2 separate regions of the Mus musculus genome follow, and region 2 is linked to region 1. A link is a contact called in public Hi-C data. All regions are on one chromosome and are shown on one strand. Each heading gives the region's core, a stretch centred on a gene start, on an enhancer-like site or on the middle of the called end of the contact. The rest is flanking DNA. Distances are from core to core; before and after follow the strand shown.

Evidence for each region. Hi-C and Micro-C count contacts between places; a contact is called where the count stands out from the background.
Region 2: a contact with region 1 is called in a Hi-C map of the N1E-115 cell line, with 2.4 times the contacts expected there. The contact joins two enhancer-like sites. A contact is called at or near these places in 2 of 484 Hi-C or Micro-C datasets (the N1E-115 cell line and nephron progenitors), 1 of 115 datasets of contacts at active chromatin or transcription factors (embryonic stem cells) and 1 of 9 other capture datasets (embryonic stem cells).

The regions. Positions count from the first base shown.
Region 1 is chr2:33,560,432-33,564,224 of GRCm38.p6, reverse strand. It overlaps Lmx1b (LIM homeobox transcription factor 1 beta), which reads left to right. Exons shown (of 8, transcript NM_010725.3): 8 at 1-3,260. Among named protein-coding and RNA genes, the nearest start is that of Gm39789, 6.8 kb to the right of the region's middle. Within about 2 kb of position 2,069, at least 3 of the 459 cell types and tissues checked have an H3K27ac peak or open chromatin away from gene starts, as enhancers often do. A contact at or near this core is called in the N1E-115 cell line, where this site is marked.
Region 2 is chr2:33,675,777-33,679,569 of GRCm38.p6, reverse strand. No RefSeq gene overlaps it. Among named protein-coding and RNA genes, the nearest start is that of C130021I20Rik, 36 kb to the right of the region's middle. Within about 2 kb of position 1,934, at least 3 of the 459 cell types and tissues checked have an H3K27ac peak or open chromatin away from gene starts, as enhancers often do. A contact at or near this core is called in the N1E-115 cell line, where this site is marked.

The DNA.
Region 1 (3,793 bases), core at 820-3,319:
CATTCTGTTTCCAGCCAACCTCCATTGTCCCTGCAAGGCCAGCCCTGGGACAGTGCCTGGTACCCGAGAAACAGTTATACGGGTGTCCTGCGCTGGAGACCACTTCCCCTTCTGGTTAGCTCGGGGGATGGTTTCTGGGTCCTGGGAGGCCCAGGGTCACTGTTCCCAGCCCTAGGCTGGAGCACAGGAGAGGAGGGCCCATGCAGGTGTGACAGGCTCTTTGGCCCTGCCTGAACTGGGAGTCTCAGCAAGAGGAGGGATGTGGACAAAGCCCAGAGAGACCCAAAGGGACAGAGATGCGCGCACGTAAAGCCACTCACATCTGTAGGCACACCTGTGCAAGCATGCATATATACACCTGGTGCACACGCACACAAAGATGGAAGAGCTGCCTTTCCTTTCCAGAAGCAGCGGTGAGGTCAGCGAGCAGGGCCTACCTCTAAGAGCAATTGGAGAGGGAGGAAGGACGTAGGCCTGAGGTGTGAGCAGACAGACCTGGGTGGACCCCAGGCTCTGTACAGGTCATGACTGCCAGGGCAGGAGGGTAGTCACAAACCTACAGGTCCCAGGGCAAAGCTGGAGTCCAGAGAACCCAGTATACACAGACCTCAGCAGACACTCCAGATGGAGAGGACCTCAAGAGTCTGACCCTTGGTACCATCCGATACTTAACTCCCTCGGTCCTTCTTCTTACCCAGGGCCAGCGATGGCCAGCTGCCCTCCTTGTGGGCTCCCCTGACCCTCAATCTCCTCTTGCCTGTCAGCTGAGGCTGTCCGCTGGCAGGGCTCCTGACCTTAGCCAGCTCGCACTCAACAAGGCCAGCACCTTCTCTGCTCTTGGCACCTTAGCTCTGCTGATGCGGCTTAGGTCTCATGACTTTGGAGCCCCATCCTTGTTCCATAATGACCCCCCTCCCCGGGGCCTCACACAGGCACAGTGACAAGCTACAAACTCCTTCAATATGTGTGGATGGGATGTTGATTGCTTAGAGCCCATGGAAGACCACCGCTTGTACCTGGTTGCCTTTCCTTTTGTTGGCTCAGTCAGCTTGGGGCGTTACTCTGAAGCCACTGTATCTGTTCCCTCTGTCTCAGCTGCATCAGGTCAGCCCTGTGGGGCGCCCCACAGAATCCTTGCACAGTTATAGGCCACCAGCATTTCAGCCTCCTGAGTCACCCCCAGCCCCCAGTCTCCTGGACTCTTCCTGCCTGAAGCTGAAGCAGCCGTGGTTCTTTCCTTGTCACCCCCCCCCCGCACACCACCCCCCAACCTCTGGCAAGCACTGTGTTCCAGGCCAGAAGCCCAGGAGAAGGCTGCCATTCATTTAACGCAGACTCCTAGCCACCCCTCACCCACCAACCCACCCGTCCTGATGTCTGCCGAGCTCTAGCTGTGAGCACGGCAGGATGAGTATCTCTCTGTCGCCCGCCATTTTGGGCTCCTGTGCCTGGTTAGTTAAGCTGCGTGGGTTAATTTCCTGTCTCTGGGGAGACCTCAGACCCCCTTAGCCCCACCCAGATGTCACAATATGGAGTCAGCAGGGAAGAGCAGCTAGCACAGCCCTCCCGTGTCCCCCATTCTATCACTATCCTCCATGCTGAAGGTGTGGTCCTGAGCTAGCTGCTTGTGTGGCTCGCCCTTGCCTCCTCTGGCACAGGCCCCTGGCTGAATGGTACAGTGCATACTCCGGGCAGACCCAGGGTAAATAGGAGCTCCAGGAACCCGGGCCTACTCTCATCCACTTTTTAAGTTGGGAGATGCAATCCAGTAGACTGTGTCGCTGCTGAGAAACCTGAGACAGGAGAAGAGCTGGGATGTGCTCAAGGCTTCACAGCAACGTAGTGACAGAGCCACAGATGAGGAGAGGACATTAGGTCTGTCCCCATCTCTGTCTCACATATGCACCCCACCACCACCACCAGGGACCAATGCGTTCTCACCACACCTGCTGACCCCAAGGGTCCTCCAAACCGAGTCCAGCCCTGGCCTCTGCTGTTGCCATGCTGGTGTCCCCAAGCCAGAAGATGTTATCACTTCTAAGTTGCCAGAGGAGGGTCCCCCCAGCCACCACACCAGAGATGCCCTGGCAGCCACTCTCAGCATTCTTTCACCACGGCTGTGGCCTGCTGCCCTGCTGAGACAACATGGCTGCTGCAGGGACAAGGGCTTCTGTCCCGTGGGAAGAGACAGCCTTTGATCTTGCCCAGACCTTGTTAGATAGCACACTCAGGCTTCTGGAACTGAGGCTGGAAGGAGGCAGTGGTGGAGGGTTGAAGGTGGGGGGTGGGGCTAGCCTGCAGCCTGAAAGGGCAGAGGGATATGGGAGAATGAGGTAGAAATTGAGAGAGAAAATCCAAGTTCCACCTCCTGGCTGGGGGTGTGGCATGTTGAGGCTCAGGCAGAGAGGAAGGAGCCTGTCCAGGTGTCACACAGGAGTGACAAGAACCTGAGCTTTGTCCCAGCCAGGGCCCTATCTGTAGATTCATTCCATGAGGCTTCCCTTCTCTCTGCTGTCCTCAGAGACTCAGAAGAGGCCCCACACACAGACACCACACCAGGGGTGAGAGTCAGACCAAGGGGTGGCACAGACAGCCTGCTGTTATGGAGGCTTCCTTAGTGGCAGGTGGGCATTGAGAAACTGCCCTTACATAAGAGATCCAGCTCAAGGGCAGCCTCTCCTCCTTTAGGGACATCCCTTTGAAGTGAGACCACCTCCCTGTCTGTCTGATTGTACCCCCCCCCCCCCCGCTCAGCAGGGGAAGATGGACTCAGAGCTCTGGGCACCCCTAGGACCAGGGGGACGCTGCAGCCCAGGGCTGACCGATGCGTGGAAGGGGCAGCACACTCACACACGTGCGCACACACTCACACCCGAAACAAGGAGGCTCACACATGGCCTGGGAGCAGGGAGACAGGAAGGACCCTTCAACATGTGGCCCTTGACAGGGGCAATTGCCAATGGTCTCTGGGCTGCTGCCCTGCCCTGGGGTCCCGCTTGGAGGGCGTTTGTTGCAGCTGGACTGGGGCCAGGCCACCCATCGTATTCTTTCCGTTTACCTTGTACAGACTGCCCGCCTGCCATCCCCACACACATTTTATTTAATAACTTGTCATTGTTAAATTATTTATTAGCGTTTCCACATCACCACCCCCGCCTTCCACTCACCTTCTGCCTCTTCCCACAAAAGCAGAAAATGGAAACAGCAAGAAAAAAAGACAAGATGTTGGTATATTTGTAAATAAACAACCTGTACACTCCTGTGTGGCCCCTCCTTGGGGATGGGGCTTGGGTCTAAGCGGGAGCTGCCCGTGACACTACTGGACCGCCCTGTGACTGACAGGGCGATAAGTCATGGACACTGGGTTTGGGTCTTGCCCAACTCTACCTCATAACCAATCCCCTCTCCTTCCCTCCTTGCCTCAGCCCTGGCCATCTCAGCCTTGAGTCCAACACAGTCATCCATGTCCAGTGCCCTCTGTCCAATCACCCAAAACACCCATCCCTTCATTGAGGCAGCCATTGCCTATGGGGGCTTCTTTCAGTGTCAACCAGGCTGAGAATGAAGGAAGAGATGGTCACCTCCAAGGGTGTAGAAAACCTGATGTAGTTCAGGTGACATGTAATAGAGCCTTGGTCCTGGGGCAGCTGGTCTCATGGGGGTGGGAATCAGGGAAGACTTCCTAGAAGAAGCCATTCAGCTGAGATCTGAAGTTACCTAGCTGGGGAGAGAGCCCGGGGGTGAGAAGGATGTCTGAGGATGGTCCAGGCTTATAAACCTCGGAGGAGGCAGA
Region 2 (3,793 bases), core at 685-3,184, 120 kb before region 1:
AGCTCGGTGGCGGGGAGGCCTTCTGCTAGGCCCAGCCTCTGAAAGGTTTCCCTACCTCCCCATAGCAGCACCCTGGGGAGCAAACTTTTCAACACAGGGGCCTCTAGAGGCAGTCCCTAGCAGCCATAAAGTTGAAACCTTGGGCTTTGGACCCGGACTGAGAGAGAAGGCAGCCTGGAGTTCCCACTGTCAGGCCTTAGCTACCAGGGAAGCAATTATGATTCTTGATTCTGACTTTGCACCGTGACCCAATGAGGCGAAGTCTATCGGCCCCGGTTTTCACAGACGGCTAAGCTAAAGCTGAGAAAGGGTGACCAAAACACGCCCAGGCCACCCAGTGGGAAGTCTCTGAGTCAGATCAGACCCTAGATCCTACAGCCTCAAGTGATACACTGGCCTCCACACCCGAGGCCTGCCTGCATGTTGCTTCCGTGACCTGCATGGGGCCACACCCTCTGGACCTGGGCAGAATTCACACCTGGGGAGGAATTGGAGATACAGCCCCTGCAGCAGGAGCACATGCTCACACTAACACATACACACACACACACACACACACACACACACACACACACACACACTGTACTCAAGCTTCATGCCCAGGTTTGGGTGCCGTCTGTAGCGACTGAGTCCCGGACCAATTGTCCGAGTGGTTGCTGTATGCCAGACAAGTTCTCTAATTCTCATTAGCCCTGCTGGAATGAAAATTCAGTTGGCAAAGCACACACTGGGGTGCACACACATGGGAGCTGAGCTGGATCCACAAAACACATATAAAATACAAAACAACAGCAAAATAGGCGTGGGGTGGGGTTTGTAATCTCAGTGCTGTGAAGGCCAAAACGAACAGATCCTTGGGGCTCACTGGCTGACCAGCCTCGCCTAACAGGGGAGTACAGGCCATTGAGAGACCCTGTCTCAAAAATAGGGTGCATGGCATGACCAGGGAGCAACACACACAAAGCGCACAAGCACTTCCAGCCACATGCACACAAATAAAATAAAAATAAAATAGTGATAATAAATATGTAATAAATTGGGCAGAGTGTCCTCTTCATCAAAGGTTTACCGACTCGGACAGTCGACCCAGGGAGGAGCACTCCACTGCTACATGGAGAGCTGGCTTGAAGTCAGCTCAGTTGGACTGGGAGTTTGATTTTCTCAACATGGAGAACTGGTTGGGGCAACTGGACCCCCAGGGTAGGCAAGGGCAGGGCCTGGATTCATGGCTTTCTAGAGTTGGACAGTTCTCAGTCCCTCGGCTGACCCACTCCGAGCTCATCTTGACCCTGGGAAGCTGACCTGTGGAGATGCAGGATGGGGGCGGTGTTCCCCTCAGTGGCCTTGCTGAAGGGGCCACACTGCAGACAGTCCTGAAGTGGAGACAGGAGACTGGTAAGGACCTGACAAGAGTTCCATACAGAGCTTGCTCCCAGAGCCCATTTCCCTGTGTAGAGCCTCAGTTTCTGTATTTGAGCAGATCCATGTTGGTTGATCTGGTGGGGTTGTTCTGGGTGGGGTCATAGCCTAAACTGGAGACCCAATCCCAGGCAGCTATGAGCCAGGCAAAGCCAAGGGACACACTATACTGGGCAATCCAGGATAAATGGGAGATTGCATTTCCTGGGAGAGTCAGAAACACTGCCTGGAGGAAGGGCAGGGAAAAGCCAGGCCTCAGGGATGGGGAATGGGGGAGATAGGGCAGGATGCACCTTCAGCTGCAGTCTAAAACTCTACTAGTAGAGGGAAGACAGGGGCCATGGGTTGGGGTGCGGGTGCAGTGGGTTGTGGGTGCGGGGTGCAGAGCATGCTTTAAACAGCGGGCAGGGCCTTAGGCCACGACTTTAAACTCTTCCCTGCAGGAGTAGGGAAAGACAGGAGCCAGGCTGACAGTAGGCAGCAGACAGAGTGGGAGGGGCCGCAGATGAGTGGTAGTGGGGGTGGGGAGGCAGGAGACAGATGAGGTCTGGACAGGGAGGAAACAGAGAACATGATGGGAGATAAGATTTCAGAGACTTCAGAGGCTGAGCAGCAAGGAGCGGTCTGCTGCTAGGGGAGTGGGCAGAGAGACCCCAGGAGGGACCAGGGACAGCTCCAAGTCAGGGTCTTTCAGGGTGTTTTCCTGCTAGATCCCCAACCATTGTCCCAGTCTATTTCCAGTCCCATCCCACTGTTACAAGCTACAACCCACCTTGTCTCCAGTCACATTCCGCTGTGTCCCTGACTATCAGTGAACATGCCTGCCCTCTGTGTCCCCTCATCTGTGTCCCTGCATCGCTGACACAGCTTGTAACACTGAAAGATCGGTATCCCTGTGCAGGAGAAGGGGAGTCCAAAGCCCACCTAGCTACATTGACTACGGTAGGCCCACTCGAGCCTGACACCCACCACTTCAACAAGAGGGAGCAGAGTGAATTGAAGGTGTCCTCTGTTATCTGTCACCATGAGCCACCATGCTATGATGCAGCTGGAGACCATCCCCAGAGTCTGATGCCACCCACCTTGGACTTTCAGCCTCCCAGACTGTGAACTACACACCCCCTTTTCCTTGTTAGGCAGCCAGCATCTAGCTCTTTGTTGTTAGCAATATACTGCAGCAGAGCTGAGCCATGGCTTTCACTTGACTTTGGTTGCTAAGGTCTCACCAACCTAAATCATGGGCTTGTACTGTGAAGAGCTGGCCTAAGAAGCCCCTGTGCTCCAGCCTTACTCCCCCTCACATCCTTGTAAAGCGAAGGGCCTGTTTCCCTCTGACACCAAGATCCAGCACCCCTGTCAACACTGAAACTCCCTTCTTCAGTACCGACTCAAAGGCATGAGGAACCCAAAGTGTCTCGGTGGGCACCTTAACTTTCAGTTCAATGGAATCCTTGTCTTACCCACTAGGGGTATTGTCCATCTCCTGGAACTAAGACCTCTAAGCCAGCAGAGTAGAAAGACCCCAGGACAAGGCTGGCAAAATGGCCCAGTAGGTGAGAGCACTTGCCACCAGCCCTGAGAACCTGATTCCAATCCCCAGATCCCAAAAAATGGAAGAAGACAAAGGACTCTGGTAAGTTGTCCTCTGATCTCCACATGCGTGCCGTGCTGCACACACAAAAGCACATACAAGTAAATGAACGAATAAATGAATGAATGAATGAATAGATATAGATAGATTGATATATAATTAGATGATAGATAGTTTAAAAATCTAACCATATCAACAAGCAAATTCCAGAAATTTCAGAGCCAATCTAGACAATTTTCCTTCAGACCTCGTTCCCCTAGAGCTCTTCTCAGTACCAAATTCTGCTCCCTGACCACAGTGTCAGATATGTGGTGTGCAGAACTAAATGCACACACACCTGTGTGCATTCATCTCGGGCGGGTGGGGGGTGGGGGTCCTCACAGTTGTATTCAATGTTACCATTGGCGGGAGGACGGCAACAGTGTGACCTCTCTGCATTGTTCCTTACAACTGTTACCTAAAATTAAAATGTCTAATTAAAAAAAAAAAAAAAGACATGGGATGTCCTCCTAAAATAATGCTTCAACTGTTAATGATGGCGAGAATCTGGGTGCATCCATCTGGAGCCCTAATGGTTTGATAATTGTGAGTAGATGTTAGCAAGGGATGTTGGCTAATGGAAATACAAAAGGAATGTCATTTCAATTTTCTTGAGCTAGAGAGATGGTTCAGTGGTCAAGAGCACTTGCTGCTGCAGCAGAAGACCTGAGTTCAGAAGTTCCCAGCACCCATGTGGTGCTGTAACTCCAGTTCCTGGAGTTCCAGGGAGACCTCACACCCTCT